Regions from separate parts of the Hordeum vulgare genome. Here region 1 is linked to region 2. Evidence: chromatin contacts called from public Hi-C data. All regions are on one chromosome and are shown on one strand. Each heading gives the region's core, a stretch centred on a gene start, on an enhancer-like site or on the middle of the called end of the contact. The rest is flanking DNA. Distances are from core to core; before and after follow the strand shown. Region 1 holds the start of LOC123431437. Region 2 holds the start of LOC123431427.

Region 1 (6,983 bases), core at 672-3,171, 770 kb after region 2:
AAGCAGTGCATATGTACGCACGCCCGGGCGGCGCAACGAGCCGGCCTCGATTGGGTGAGTGGGGTGGGTCCCGTTGCCAACCATCGACCGAACCGTCCGCTTGCACGGTTCCGTTGCCGGTTGCGGCGCGGGAAATGATACGAGAGCACGGCACGGCACGGCACCACGTAATCCTAGGAGTTCCACTTTCATGGCCAGGCAGATTGGACCCGAGCTTGTGTGCTCCTTGGATCGACGCCATCAAAGTTGGAGCTGTCTGCTGATTTACGCAGCATCTTATCTCAGTCAATTTCTAAAGTTCGGCATTTGGCGACGCTGAATGGCGGTCGATTCTCTCTTCACCTACAGCGAGCTTTCTGCTTTTCTGAATTAATTAGGCATGAATTGTAAATGTGCTCAATATTGACAAAGCTGTATCCGAAACAGATTCTCGCGAGTAGTAAAGTGGAGGCGATGAAGACTATGCAGTGCTCTCGACCATCGGTTTGATATAAACTGGGAAGCTCATCTTCTTCTAGTATATGCCCAAGCTTTGCTTCGGCTAAACTCCCTTTTCACCGTCTAGTAATTGTCCACTTTTCCCTAAACAACAACTCGGGTACTGGTATTAACTAGACTAGAATTCACACCCAAGACCATTCATGCAAGGATAAACAAACAACGATCGCAGATTCACAATAAAAAGTCAAACGAAACAGAAGCAGGCAGTAATAATCTACTAGTGCAAATCACCTTGTTCCTGCTGCACTCCAAGTGGTTGACGATGCCGTCGACCATGTCGGCGCCGGAGAAGCAGTTCTTCACGAGCTTCACCCTCACGAACCGGTCCTGGATGGGCAGCCGGTGCCGGAGCACCCTCACGATGCCCACCATGGCGTCCTCCCTCTCCTCCTCCATGCCGGCGTCGAACCCGTACACGGGCACCCTCGGCGCCGCGTCGGGGCACCGCCTCCCGGCAAGCTCGCGCACGCGCCGGTCGAACTCGCCGCTGTTGCGCAGGGAGTTGAGCACGACGAGCCCGCCCAGGAGCTTCTCGTTGAGGAAGATCTGGGGCACGCGCGCGGCGGCGCCGGCCCGGGACGCGAGGTCGTCCTCGCGCTCCGGGAACACGTCGAGGTTGATCTCCACGTAGGGCAGGCCCGACTGGCGGAAGAAGGCGCGCACGGCGGCGCAGTCGCGGCAACCCGAGCGGGAGAAGAAGCTGACCCGGCCCTTGATGTGGCTGCCCGACAAGGAGTGGCCGTAGCCGTCGTCCTCCTCCGCGTCGGCGGCGATGGCCTCCTTGAGGCGCACCGTGACCTTCACGTTGGGCAGGTGGATCTCCTGCACGCCGTAGCAGGCGTCCCCCGGCGCCGGGGCCGACGACGTCTCCTTGAGCGACGAGATGCGGCGGTTGATGGCCGAGGACAGCACGTCGCGCCGGTCGCGGAAGAAGCGCCCGATGGACGCCACGTCCACCACGGCCGCGGCGGAGTTGGGCCGCTCCACGTGCCCGTGCGGCGCCGGCGTGGATGCCGCTCTGGTCAGGGACAGGCCGGGCGGCGCCTCTGGCTGCGGGAGGTGCGACGGCGGGCGGAGCACCACGCCCTGCAGCATCTTGCGCGCGTAGTACACGTCCGTGCCCTCGCCCGCGTCGGTCCCGGCCCGCGGATCGTCGCATCGACGTTTGACGGCGGCCGGATCGGGAGCGGCGGTGGGGTGGACGTGGTGGTGGCGGTGGGGCGCGGGCGGCATGGCCTGCACGAGGGTCTCTTCTCCCATGCTTCCTCTCCTCTCCCCTCGGGCCCTGGGTTTTACGGGACGGAACGGAACGGGAGGGCAACGGTATTTTTCTTTCCTTTTGTTTTTCCTCCGCCGCTGCTCCTGTAACGGGATTTGGGATTTCCTTTCGTTTCTGAGCGCGGCGAGGCGAACGAGGAGGAAGGAACGGGGGGTGGTGGGGGTTTAAGAACGAGCTGCTGGGCCGTCCATGACGCACGGCCGATGGACCCGGCGCACGGCGCCGCCGGCGTGTGACGTGTGGGCCCGGGGGGCGCCGTGAACCGCGGGAAGGTTTCGAAGGGAAGGAAGGAGTCGTGGCCTGATTTGGGTTGGTTTGTGTCATTCTCCGGGGTCGTGTTGATCGGCGAGGTCAGTTTGGACGAGCAGGGCTCCGTCGGGCCGTCGTGCACGGTGGGATCGGGCCGGGTTTTTTCCGTTTTCTCGCGACCGAGATCTCACAAGTCACATGGCACTACCACCGCAATGCTACTCGAGTTGACCTTGTGTGGGGCAGACGGGTCAAGTGAGCTGTGTCTGTGGCTGTGGACCTGAGGCCACAGTTCTTCTAGGCCGTCTGGTACTACGACGACTGAACGCGTGACAGAGATCACACCAGAGGGCAGACGGCCTCGATCTGCACCGGACGGACCCGCCTGGCCGGCGAACGGCGTACCGCGAAAGGAGTCGGACGTGCGACGGGATTTTCCACTTGGCGAAGCATCGACGAAATCGTCCAAATCCAAACGATGCCGGTCGTTTTCACGCGACGGCGCGAGTCGGCATCTGCATCTGTATCGGGTTCATCGGAGGCCCGGACGAGGCCAAATGCATCATCATAGGCAGCGCGCGACCTGAAGGGGGCATGAGCAACGTCCGTCGTCAGAGCTACTAGTCGTCCGAGTATTATACGTGCAGTGGGTGTGAAGAGTATGGACATGCCGCTACCAATCTGAATCACCGATCCTTCCTTCCTTCCTACACGTACTAAAGAGCGGATAAACAAATGCGACCACGTCCAGCTACGTTGCCATTTGGTTCCATGTTAAATGCTTCCCAAAGCTGACTCTTTCAAGATGAATATGCTTCTACCAACAAATGCAAGGCGTATCTCTCTGAGTATGACCAAGTAGTCTGATGAATGAATTATCCCTTCGGGAAACTTGCTGAATGCAAGAAAAGAAAAAACGTCTCTACTCTCGCTTGGAATTGGATCACTTGACACATACAAAGTCAACGGGCACGAGCATGCTCTGCTCCCCTCCTGGGCCTGGTGACGCCGACCGGTGTCGAAAGCAGGCTCCATCGTCGAACCCTCCACGCCTGTAAAAGCTAAGAGTTGTTGAAGCTTAGAAGCGAATTCAAGACCATTTCCATTGATAGCAAGACAGAAGAAAGATGGCACGCTCCGGGGTCCTGACCCGTCTCGCGGTCACGGGCATGCGATTGCATGCGTGCGCGCAAGAACGGTTCAATTCTATTTGGACGTGTCTTCGACATCAACACGCCAATTGGTGAAACCACCTCTTTATTTTGTTTGTATGCTGATGATATATATAGACTTGTGCCCCTGCTGATTCACAGTCTCTTATCTGGGGTTTTCAGGTTCACGATGAATGACCCCTACTTGCAGGATAAAATATCGCTGACTCACGGTGATTGCGATCGTGATCTTCCGCCCCTGTGTTTTCCTTTTTGTGTGGTCTATTTCCATGTATTTGGACCATATCTTCAAAGACATGGTCAAGCACTTGAACATCATGGACGATAATGAATGACACACCAATAAAAACAAGGTAATGATCCTCAAAAATTAAAAAACAAGGTAACAATGTAAGATGTGCACACAATTTTAGACATCGTTTGACAGTTGTATGCAGTAGTAGTGTATTACTCCCTTCCTTACTAAATATAAGTCTTTTTCCCTCTTATTTCACAGATAAGGCAAATCTTTTGCCTTCATTTAAAAAAAAGTCTTTTAGAGATTTCATTACGAATTATATGTGAAACAAAATGAGTGAATTTATACTCTAAAATATGTCTATATACATTCGTATGTAATCTGTATTAGTATCTTTAAAAAGAGTTATATTTAAAAACAGAGTGAGTATCAATTACCACATAATATGGATGGGAACGGATCAGATGTGATGTTGTTCTTACCACTTTGATTTTCATATGCCAACGGGGATGTTACCGGATATGAATGCATATCAGAAGTTACTTCAACACATATCAGAATGTTTACTCGGATTTGAAACGGATACTTATAACATGTTTCTTTTTTTGAATACTTATAACATTGACATATTAGTTCAAGAAAATAAGTCAATGACTATATGATATAAAATAATCAACATGCAACGTATAGTAAGTTAATAATAGACGGATTTTCGAATAAACACTAAATACTACCCCCCTCCGTTCTTAAATATAAAACCTTTTAAAGATTACACTATGAACTACATACGGATGTACATAGACATATTTTAGAGTATAAATTTACTCATTTTGCTTTGTATGTAGCCTCCTAGTGGAATCTCTAAAAGGTCTTATATTTTGAAACGGAGGGAGTATAATGCATACTAACTCCTAAGTTTTATCATACAAAAAGTATTTTTAGATATTTTTTTAGGCTTTTATTGTGGATAATTGCAATGTTCAGGTTAGAATTCCTCAATTAGCTCATTGAACTTATTCACATATGTCTGCTTTCCTATCCATATTTATGTCCAAATTCCATCTCATATTTGTATTTGTGAAACAAATTCGGATATCTTCTATTTACGTTCCCATTTGGTCAAGATGTCAATGTTTCGGATAGAAACACAAAATTTCACAAATACACGTTGCTCCTGTATCACATTCATGGGACCAAATAGATAGTCCAATCGTTGGTGCCAGCATCAGTCCGATTTACAGTGTTGATAAGCTCAGATTACCTCCAGCGATCAAATCACAGATCCATGGGCAAAGCGTGGCAGTTATGATGGAAGTACATAGGGTTGGTAGTGAAACGTTTAAAGACACTTGACGATTTGAGAATGAGGGCAACCAAAAGAGGCATGTAATTTGATGCAAAATTCCACCAACATCTCATACGAAACTGACGTACATGACAAAACCGGACCACTGGCACAAATAAGGTAGGTCAGAGTTCTCGAAAGGGGAGAGGTCTCTAATGACGCCGCTTAACATATAACCCTTCACAACAGTAAACATGCATCAAAATCACGACTCTGCCTTTTTCTCTTCTGCCTTTTTCTCTTCTGCGGCCTCTTCAAATGTCTCTCCAGGGACAAGCTCAGGGACATCATCATCGTCGTCAGCCTGAGCAGCACCTGCACTGGCACCAGCCTCGATGCCAGCGGCACCACCAGGGACCTGCTTTTGGAATTGCTCTGCAAGCCTCCGGAGGTTGTCCAAGTTGTCAGGACCTGAACACAAGGAACAGTTAAAAAAGGTAAGGGGAGATGAGATACTTATTTTGGGACGGAGGGAGTATATAGTAAAGGCAGAGGAGCCAGCAGTTGACGAAAACAATTTGTGAATTATTACTTCACTGTAAACTTTGAACTTTAAACTGGATATGTATTTATGAATACTGAATGTAGAGAGACATACCAAGTTGATTGATAATTGATGGCAGCAGATCTTGCAGTTCTGTTGAGATTAGGAAAAATTAGAATACGAATACTGTTACACACGCATCAGAAAAGAAACTAGTAATTTACAGAGAGCATTCAACTATTCCAATGGACAACAGACATGCGTACAGCATACAAAATAGCTACCAATTTTGTAAGTGGGTAGAAGAACATGAATGAAGTAGAAAACCAAATAAATGACCGATGGCAAACAATATCAAAGACATGTTAATGGAGGAAGCATACTCTTTGTCTGTGGAGTTCCACTGACCACCCATGTATTAGCGCCAATTGAAGCTTGCACTGCAAGGAAACCAAGAAACGGATGTAAGGAAGTGGAAAACTAATCCTGTAGAACTGAGTTTATTGTCAAGGGGTGTCACCTTTAGGATTCAGAAACTGAATAACCACATCATCCTTAAAGATGTTGACCTCTTCGATACCAGGGATGGTGTTCACTCCTACTCTTTTCAGGGTACTCTGGAGCCTTTTGTCATCTGTAGTTGTGGTCTTGTGTACAGCCTTCTTCTTCCTACACCAACACAGAGTCCATATTAAACATGACAATGGGGTTACAATTCACTAGCATCCCACTGGTATAGATATCACATGTACACATAACATATTAATCAATCTTAAAATGTCAAGAGAATAATAATAATGTGTGTAGCACTGTTTCCATATATATGCCAAAATGCACATGTTGAAGCACAACACCACCTTACATGCCAGTATACAGAAAAAAAATTCAAGTGCAAATATCATGGATACATCTATGGAAAGAAGAAGCACCTGCGCATGCTACCCTTCCCCCCGGTGCGCACGGCACCTGCCATTTTCTTGAGCTTTTCTACATTCATCTGCATGAGATACAAAAATAAGATCACTATGTGGTTCTTTCAGTTAGGCACAAGGCAAGCCACCCTAACGAGATACATTCACAAACAACAACAGAGTAAAGGCCCACGTAAAAACAGAAACCATGAAGCTCAATAAACTAACAAGATTTTGATGCAACTGCGCATAGACAGGGAATAACATCGACCACATCAGGTTCAAACAAGTAACTGATGCTTCCTAACTAATCACACATACAAAGACAGCAGACATGGCAAAACCGGACCAATGTTAGTCACTTGTGGTTCATGTCTGGTGAGCCACTAATCAAAGATACTACTACTAATTACTCCTGTGCTGACACTACAGCCGACATAGTGACATTACTACTGTGCTGGAATAAATCGCCCATTGCTCTGATATTTGTTATTATAACGATATAAAAGCTAGTAATAACCATTGAATGTAAAAATATCCACCCATTTTTGTGCTTAGTCTAAAATGACATAGTACTAATAAAGCTCTCCCAACGACGAGACCGGGACCAAGCAAATCCCACCTCTCATACGATACATCAACTATCTTCCATAACTGAAAGCACTACCAAGTAGCATACGCACTACACAGAACACAGCGGAAGCGCCGCTTCCAGAATCCAGATTCGATCACTAGCCCGTCGAGGAAACCAGTACAACTGCCCGAGTCGCATAGCGCGAGCCGAATCTGGCGAAGGCACGTGCA
Region 2 (7,491 bases), core at 1,363-3,862:
AAATAATCTGCCAAATTCATTTACTGATCTAAAAGGTGTTACAAAATCCTTAAATCCGGCTAGAAACGCGCCAGAAAGAGTGGAGGTACCAATAAAAACCACTCAACTCCCTGTTCCTAAAAAGAGGGGGAGTAGTATGACCTCTGACCTGGAGCTAGCTTCTAGCAAGCAGCAAAGGAAATCGAGGAGAAAGTCCTCAGAGTCAGTAAATGCAGGTCAACTCAACGTTGACAAACACCTGATGGGTAGTTCACACCCAGTGGAAGGACAACCTCCACAACCCAGCTCCAGTGTGCACAAACTGGCTGGAACATCGGAACACCCAGACTCAACCGTATTGGAAAATCACGAAGAGTCTCTAGGGGTGCAGGAAGTTTCTATCAACTATGTTGATGCTGAAGAATCATTTGACCGCAAGACTACGACTCTCGACATATATTTTGCTGAAAAGATTGCAGATACCCTTATCACTGATCATGATCCAAGGTCTATCGTCGACTGCCAAAAGCGCTCCGACTGGCCTAAATGGAAGGATGCAATCCAAGCAGAAATTGCCTCGCTTAACAAAAGGAAGGTATTCACTGAAGCAATACCTACACCCCCCAATGTTTTCCCCGTGGGATTCAAATGGGTTTTCCTCCGGAAACGGAATGAGAACAATGAGGTGGTGAGATATAAAGTAAGGCTCGTAGCACAAGGTTTTACGCAGAAACCCGACATTGATTTCAATGAAACATACTCTCCAGTAATGAGTGGAACAACTTTCCGATATCTTATATCTATGGCAGTACAAAATCGTCTATCCATGCAGTTGATGGACGTCGTGACCGCATATCTTTACGGGTCACTAGATTCGGACATATATATGAAGGTTCCTGACGAAATCTCCGTCCCGAATAACAGTGCAAAACGCAACATGTACTGTGTAAAGCTGAATAAGTCATTGTATGGCTTAAAATAGTCGGGACGGATGTGGTACAACCGACTAAGTGAGTTCCTTCTTCAGAAAGGTTACACCAATAGTGATGATTGCCCATGTGTCTTCATCAAGAAGTCCTCTACAGGATTTTGCATCATTTCTGTGTATGTTGATGATCTCAACATCATTGGCAGTGCACCAGACATTGATGACGCACGCAATCACCTAAAGATGGAATTTGAGATGAAGGATTTGGGTAAAACCAAATTTTGCTTAGGTATTCAACTTGAGCACCTTCCCTCAGGAATCATGGTACACCAAGCTACCTATATCCAGAAAATATTGGAGAAATTCAATATGGACAAATCCTATCCATCTAAAACTCCTATGGTGGTTCGATCTCTAGACGTAGAGAAAGACCCATTCAGACCGAGGGATGATGGAGAAGAGGTGTTGGGACCTGAAGTTCCATATCTCAGTGTAGTTGGAGCGCTTATGTATCTTGCAAATTGCACAAGACCTGATATTGCATTTGCAGTGAATCTACTTGCTAGATACATCGCATCTCCCACCAAACGACATTGGTCTGGAGTAAAGAATATCTTTTGATATCTCCAAGGCACAAAGGATCTTGGCCTATTTTTTCAGTTCCACCAAAATCTGGACTCTGATATGATTGGGTATGCAGATGCCGGTTATTTGTCTGATCCCCGTAATGACAGATCTCAGACCGGTTTTGTGTTCCTACATGGTGGTACAGTTATATCATGGAAGTCTTCCAAACAGACTCTAGTGGCTACATCTACCAATCATTCTGAAATAATTTCATTAATTGAAGCGTCATGTGAATGTGTATGGCTTCGCAGAATGATAAACCACATACAACAACCATGTGGAATTGGTTCTATTGAATCACCCACCATTATCTATGAGGATAATGCGGCATGTGTTGCACAGATGCAGACAGGATATATCAAGAGCAATATCACTAAGCATATTTCTCCTAAATGGTTTTTCCCCCACAATCTTCAGAAAAGCGGGGAAATAAGCATTCTGCAAGTCAAATCATGTGACAACATTGCTGATTTGTTTACTAAGTCTCTACCAAACTCAACATTCCAGAAATATGTTCACGGAATTGGTATGCGACGACTTAGAGACTTGCAGGCAACAGGGGGAGTATCTTCTTGAGATATCCTTGTTCAATAACATCACATTATGCTATCTCTTTGTGAGTTTATATTTCAGGTTTTCAACAAAGTCTTTATGAAGAACTTTTGAAGAAGAGTTTTTGATGATAAAGCTTCCCGGACAATCATGAAGATGACTCCACATGGTCAAACGTAGATTAGGGGGAGTGTTAAAACTAATTACATAAATTAGGGGAAAATCTCCTCTTGATGTAACCGCTCGAGCGGTTTCCTCCCGCACGGACGTCTCTTTCCTGACTCCCTGGAACCGACGCATCTCCTCTGTGTCGTCGCGTCTCTCCAGGAGTTATATATACTCCCTGTAACCATCGACAATGATAGATCAATCACTTTGATTAAGTTTCAAGAATTATGGGACGGATATCACCATTGTACATGTCTTTATGACACCTTGATTGTCACCCATCATTTTATAATAATAATAAGATAATAAGAACAAGAAAAATAAAAGAAAACTTCTCACGGTTCGTTTTCGTTACACGTAGGCATCAGACCTTGCTACCTTCCACCGACTTCATCATCTCAACTTCCCAATCCCACCCGTTCCCCCTTAGCCCCACGCCACCGCCGTCTCCTCGCCGGCGATGGACCCGCTGCCCCCTTCGCCGGTGAACTGGGACTCGCTCGACGCTCTCGTGCTCGACTTCGTCAGATCCGATCGCCTCATCGCCCCTCCTGCCTCCCCATCGCCGCCCTCATCCCCATCCTCCTCCACCACCACCGCCACCTCCTCATCCCCATCCACCTCGACCTCCTCGTCCTACTGCTCGCGCATCCTCATCCGCCGGGCCCGTCGCGCGCTCGAGGCTGGTGACGTCGACGCCGCCCTCGCGCTCCTCCGAGCTCACGCCCCTGCCGCGCTACTCGACCACCGCCTCCTCTTTCACCTACACAAGCAGGTACCTAAACTCTTGTCTGTTCTCTCTCTCTCTCTCTCTCTCTCTCTCTCTCTCTCTCTCGTTTTATGTTTTCCCACACGCAGGCAGGATGTCAATTGTGTTGTTGTGCAGAGATTCGTGGAGCTGGTGAGGAAGGGTACGGAGTCGGACAGGGAGGCGGCGCTCGACTGTCTCCGCACAGCTCTCGCACCCTGTGCTCTCGACGCCTACCCTGTGAGTGCTGCATCGACCCTCTTTCTCTCACCTTAAGAGCCCCTGAATTGATTGATTATTGCATTTGCGTTGGTTTCCTATTGGGTATACTAGTCTGCATGTGTCCGGTTGGATCACATGAATTCTGCGCGAACCTTGTCTGGAACGTAGGACTTTGGTAGCAAGTTTGCAGCATTTTGTATCCTATAGGGTTTCTTTGAGCAAATATATTGGAACAAGATGCTGCAACAAACTGTTTTTTACCACTTTCACTAAATTCCTTCGTACAGCTGTACTTCTGTTTTCCTACAAGCACCGTGAAAATAGAATTGAATTACTAGAGGCCTGTGCACTATGCCATCTTCCTATTTCAGAAGGTTTCAGTGTTTATTAACCTAATTTCCAGTTTTTTCCTTCTCCAGCCTGGGAGGGCAAATTTCAGATCTATTAGACACTCACATATTGAACACAAATACTGAAAAGGTAGAGGGTAACTTTGCATCATTCCAGTAATGAGCTGTTGTGAATTAGGGGTAGAAATCCATCGTGCAGAGGACGACTTGATGTACAATGACACTACCTGAAGGATGTCATTGCTTGCGTGTCTGTGCTAGGCTAATTTATTAACAGAGTACTTCAAATGTCTCTGAATTGCTGTGTTGCAGATGCTGCATCTCAGCTTGCTGTTGCTCCTGTCGGCCCTAACTATTGTTGTGTCCGATGTCCACTGCCCACAATTGAGGATGCATGTGTTTTAGCTAAACTGATATGTCATACCTTTAATGTGAACTTTCCTGTGATATATATATTTTACTTTACTATCATCGAGTTCCTACATATTCGTATACAGTCACCTTTATTTTCTGTCATGCATATTCATTGTTTTCATTTGAATCTTGCATAATGAATATTGGTGTGTCGGTATGTTCCAAAGGAAGCTTACGAGGAATTCAAACATATACTGCTGGTTTTAATATATGACCAAGATGATCAATCTTCCCCGGTCGCCAATGAGGTATGCACAATCCTAACTGTCCATATACACTTTTTAAGAATAATTATAAGGCAGCTTAGATTTTCTTTTCATTTATCTTTGAGCATATCTAGTTCTTTAGGTAGCGATTTAGAGGTCCCTTTTCTCTATTACTAGACTTGAGAGAGGAAATGAAGCTTTAATTGTCCATGTAAAGTAAGGATTCTGAATTATTTCACTTGTCCAGATAGCTTTCGACTGCTTTTGTTTCATGACAGTTTTGTGTGTATAACTAGAGCAGCTTTAAGATTGACCTACTCATGCTATTAATTGCTATGTTTGTTGCTTTGTGGAACCTCTATTTTTGGATGGGAGAGTGCTATTTTACATCTCCAGCTTTATTGCAGGGTGTTTGGTTGGGCTTTTACTTGGCTTTTGCACTTTGGCTTATAAGCCAAAAAAGCACCTATTTAGGTGCTTTTGGCTTTGGCTTTTTGCCTATTTAGAGACAGAAGCCAAAAGTCAAAGCCGAAAACCCCTAAATAGGAGGTTTTCTTTGGCTTATAAGCCAAAGTGCAAAAGCCAAGGAAAAGCCCAACCAAACACCCCTGCAAGCTGCTACTTTTTGATATATGGCCTAATTCTTCCTGTTGAAATTCTTTGCTCGGCAGTGGTCTATAATGAGGAGATTTGAACTTGCTGGGTTGCTATCGTCCATATTAAGAGCTCATTTACAAGCTTATGATCCTATTCTCTCCATGTCCTTAAGATACTTAATAAGGTACTTCATATGTTACATCCTCATCTTGCCTAACATAGGTTGCTGGGCTACTTCCTCATTGTCTGACAATCTTACATCATTTTGTAAAGCATTCACAAATTATTTTGCTCGCGCCAAGGAATTTCATCACCTATATCTGATCTGACTGAGCGGCTATTATTTGAGGATCGTGATCCACCTGCAGTTACTCAGGAATGTTCAGTAGAAGCACCACCATTTGATGAGGCAAGTCTTGTTGGTAACTTCTATTAATTATACTGTACTATGCTCCATATGCCAGCTTTTAATAATCAACTCTTAGGTTGATGTTCAAGCCCTGGCACATGCGGTTGAGTTGACAAGACAAGGCGCTATCGACAGCTTGAAGTTTGCAAAAGGAGATTTGTATCAAGCATTTCAGGTCTTATTACCAAATAAATTGAGTATAAACTAGTATTTATCTATGAATATAGATATTTGTGTTACCACTTCCATTTCAAATACCTGTCAAAGGGATAAAAATGTTTTGGATTTTTTTGCATGTGTATAAGCTGCACCTTTAGTTAGTTCTTACTCCTTCAGATGGTTTGTCAATCAAAGCACTATTTTACTGGCTGGAAATATATATTTAAGATAAAGTTCATTTTACAGTCTTGAACTGCCCTTTAAGTCCAGAAAACAGCTACTCTACGGGTGTGTTTGGTTGGGAACCAACTGGAATGGAATCCCATGGTTCCATTCCAGAGGAACGGGGTCAGTTCCATTCCTGTGTTTGGTAGGGGCAGAAAGGTGGAATTGATTTCCGTTCCTATGTTTGGTGGGAAAGGTAGAATGTGAAGAATCTAGTTTGGCTCAGCTTTTTTCAATTAGACATCATATAATTCAAATATAGCTTCAGCATAACATCATGCACAAAGACCTAGTACTGAAAACACTTGTAATTGATTGTAAATTGTAATATTCAATTGCCAATTGGTGTGAGATGTGAGCTACAGAATAATTTGTACTTCCCCACAAGTATGGTTAAAAGTGTTACCAACATCCGCTAGAAGCCGGAACACAAGTTTTGGGAGTACTTGCTTTCCTGTTAACAAATCATTACTTCACCACGGATTCTCAAAGGAAAGTTACTGTGGGCAGCCCTTTATGCCTAAAATACCGAAGAATTGCATTATCTCAGCATTGGCTATTTAGGTTTGCTGCTGAGTCGTGTCGTCTTGGCCATGGTAGAATCTTCTTCACCAGATGTGTGCCATTCCGGACTTAGAGATATGTGTTCTGCCTGCTGCCATTAGAGATATATATTAGCGTCCATTAAGTAAATCTGAAAATTCAAATCATGGTATACAGTAGTTCTAGTAAGCTTAAATCAACATGTCTTGAAAAGAAAGGACTGTTTAGTAACTTGAGTGTATAACCAGGCATGAACATCATATAGATCTCTTCCTCCCTCCCTCCCTCCTCCCTCCCTCCCTCCCTCCCTCCCTCCCTCTCAAGGACATGAACAGGAGGCACAAGCTAGAACATATACAAGGGGGAGGAGGGGAGGTTTGTACCTCCAGGAGAAGAAGCAGGTGCTTCGCCTGTTCTTCTGCCTGTAGCCCACCGTAGCAGCCGCTCGCCTGCCGCCCCCACTCCCCTTCAGTCTACCAACCCATCTGCTTCCACTGCGGCGGGGTAGATCAATAGAGGGAAACGAGGGGGAGAAGCTGGGCAGATCGAGAGAGGGAGATGTGGCGTAGATAGGTTTCGGAGATGAGAGAGTGGGGAAGGTGACAGTGAGACTCAGTTCAGCATATTCCTCCGATTCGTGGGCACGGGCCAATTCCGGATCTTTGTCGAATATTCACTTCGGGGGAATGAGTGGCTTCCGGTTCCTCTTGTCTACCAAACACGAGAATGAGGCCCAGGTGCAGTTGGACCCATTCCGTTTCACCCCGTGACTCGAACCAAACACATCCTAAACAAAGATGTTCGCCTTCCCCCTTCCAACTATCAAAATTGTTCACTTCTCTCACCTGTGCCATTCCATTAGTATTTTTTGGCACCTTCAACTATCAAAATGTAAACTTGTCCCATGCATGTTGGCAGTTACATCACTGCTTTTGTCTACTAACTATACTCTCTTCCCATTCTCCCTCTTGTGTTACTCTTTTCCACTTTTGACCTCCTCTCTTTCCAAGCATGGGCGCCTCTGGCAACCTCTTCCATGCAGCTTCAGCTGAGGCAAGGCCATGTGCGGAATGGAGCATGTGACGACTTCATTCTCTGTTGTCTGTCATGAGCTCTGTTGTGTGGAATCACCGTCAGAGGACGAATTGCTGATGGACCTACAACGGAACCACGGCGCCTTTGATTGAGGATTTGTGATGCTGCGTCACAATCTCTCAGTTGCATTCTACCCCACACAGCAAGATTCTGTGATGTAACAATGATTTGTCTGTTTGGGCATTTCGTTGAGCAGGGTAGCAGTTGCATGCATGCTGTAGGCAAGGAGCCCTAGCTAGCATGGACTGATTTTATAAGGAAGCAAATTA

What was found. Hi-C and Micro-C count contacts between places; a contact is called where the count stands out from the background.
Region 1: a Hi-C map of leaf shows a contact between it and region 2, with 2.9 times the contacts expected there. The contact joins the promoter of LOC123431437 here to the promoter of LOC123431427 in region 2. A contact is called at or near these places in 2 of 6 Hi-C or Micro-C datasets (leaf and seedling) and 1 of 1 datasets of contacts at active chromatin or transcription factors (embryo).

Annotation. Positions count from the first base shown.
Region 1 is chr1H:289,672,711-289,679,693 of MorexV3_pseudomolecules_assembly, forward strand. LOC123431437 reads right to left here and starts at 1,922. Exons shown (of 5, transcript XM_045115213.1): 1 at 733-1,922. The coding sequence starts at 1,761. It overlaps LOC123431439 (basic transcription factor 3-like), which reads right to left. Exons shown (of 6, transcript XM_045115217.1): 2 at 6,198-6,265; 3 at 5,789-5,937; 4 at 5,652-5,708; 5 at 5,383-5,421; 6 at 4,804-5,195. The coding sequence starts at 6,265. The coding sequence ends at 4,990.
Region 2 is chr1H:288,906,624-288,914,114 of MorexV3_pseudomolecules_assembly, forward strand. It overlaps LOC123431427, which reads left to right and starts at 2,613. Exons shown (of 12, transcript XM_045115207.1): 1 at 2,613-3,029; 2 at 3,141-3,242; 3 at 4,156-4,236; 4 at 4,866-4,975; 5 at 5,065-5,200; 6 at 5,277-5,375. The coding sequence starts at 2,715.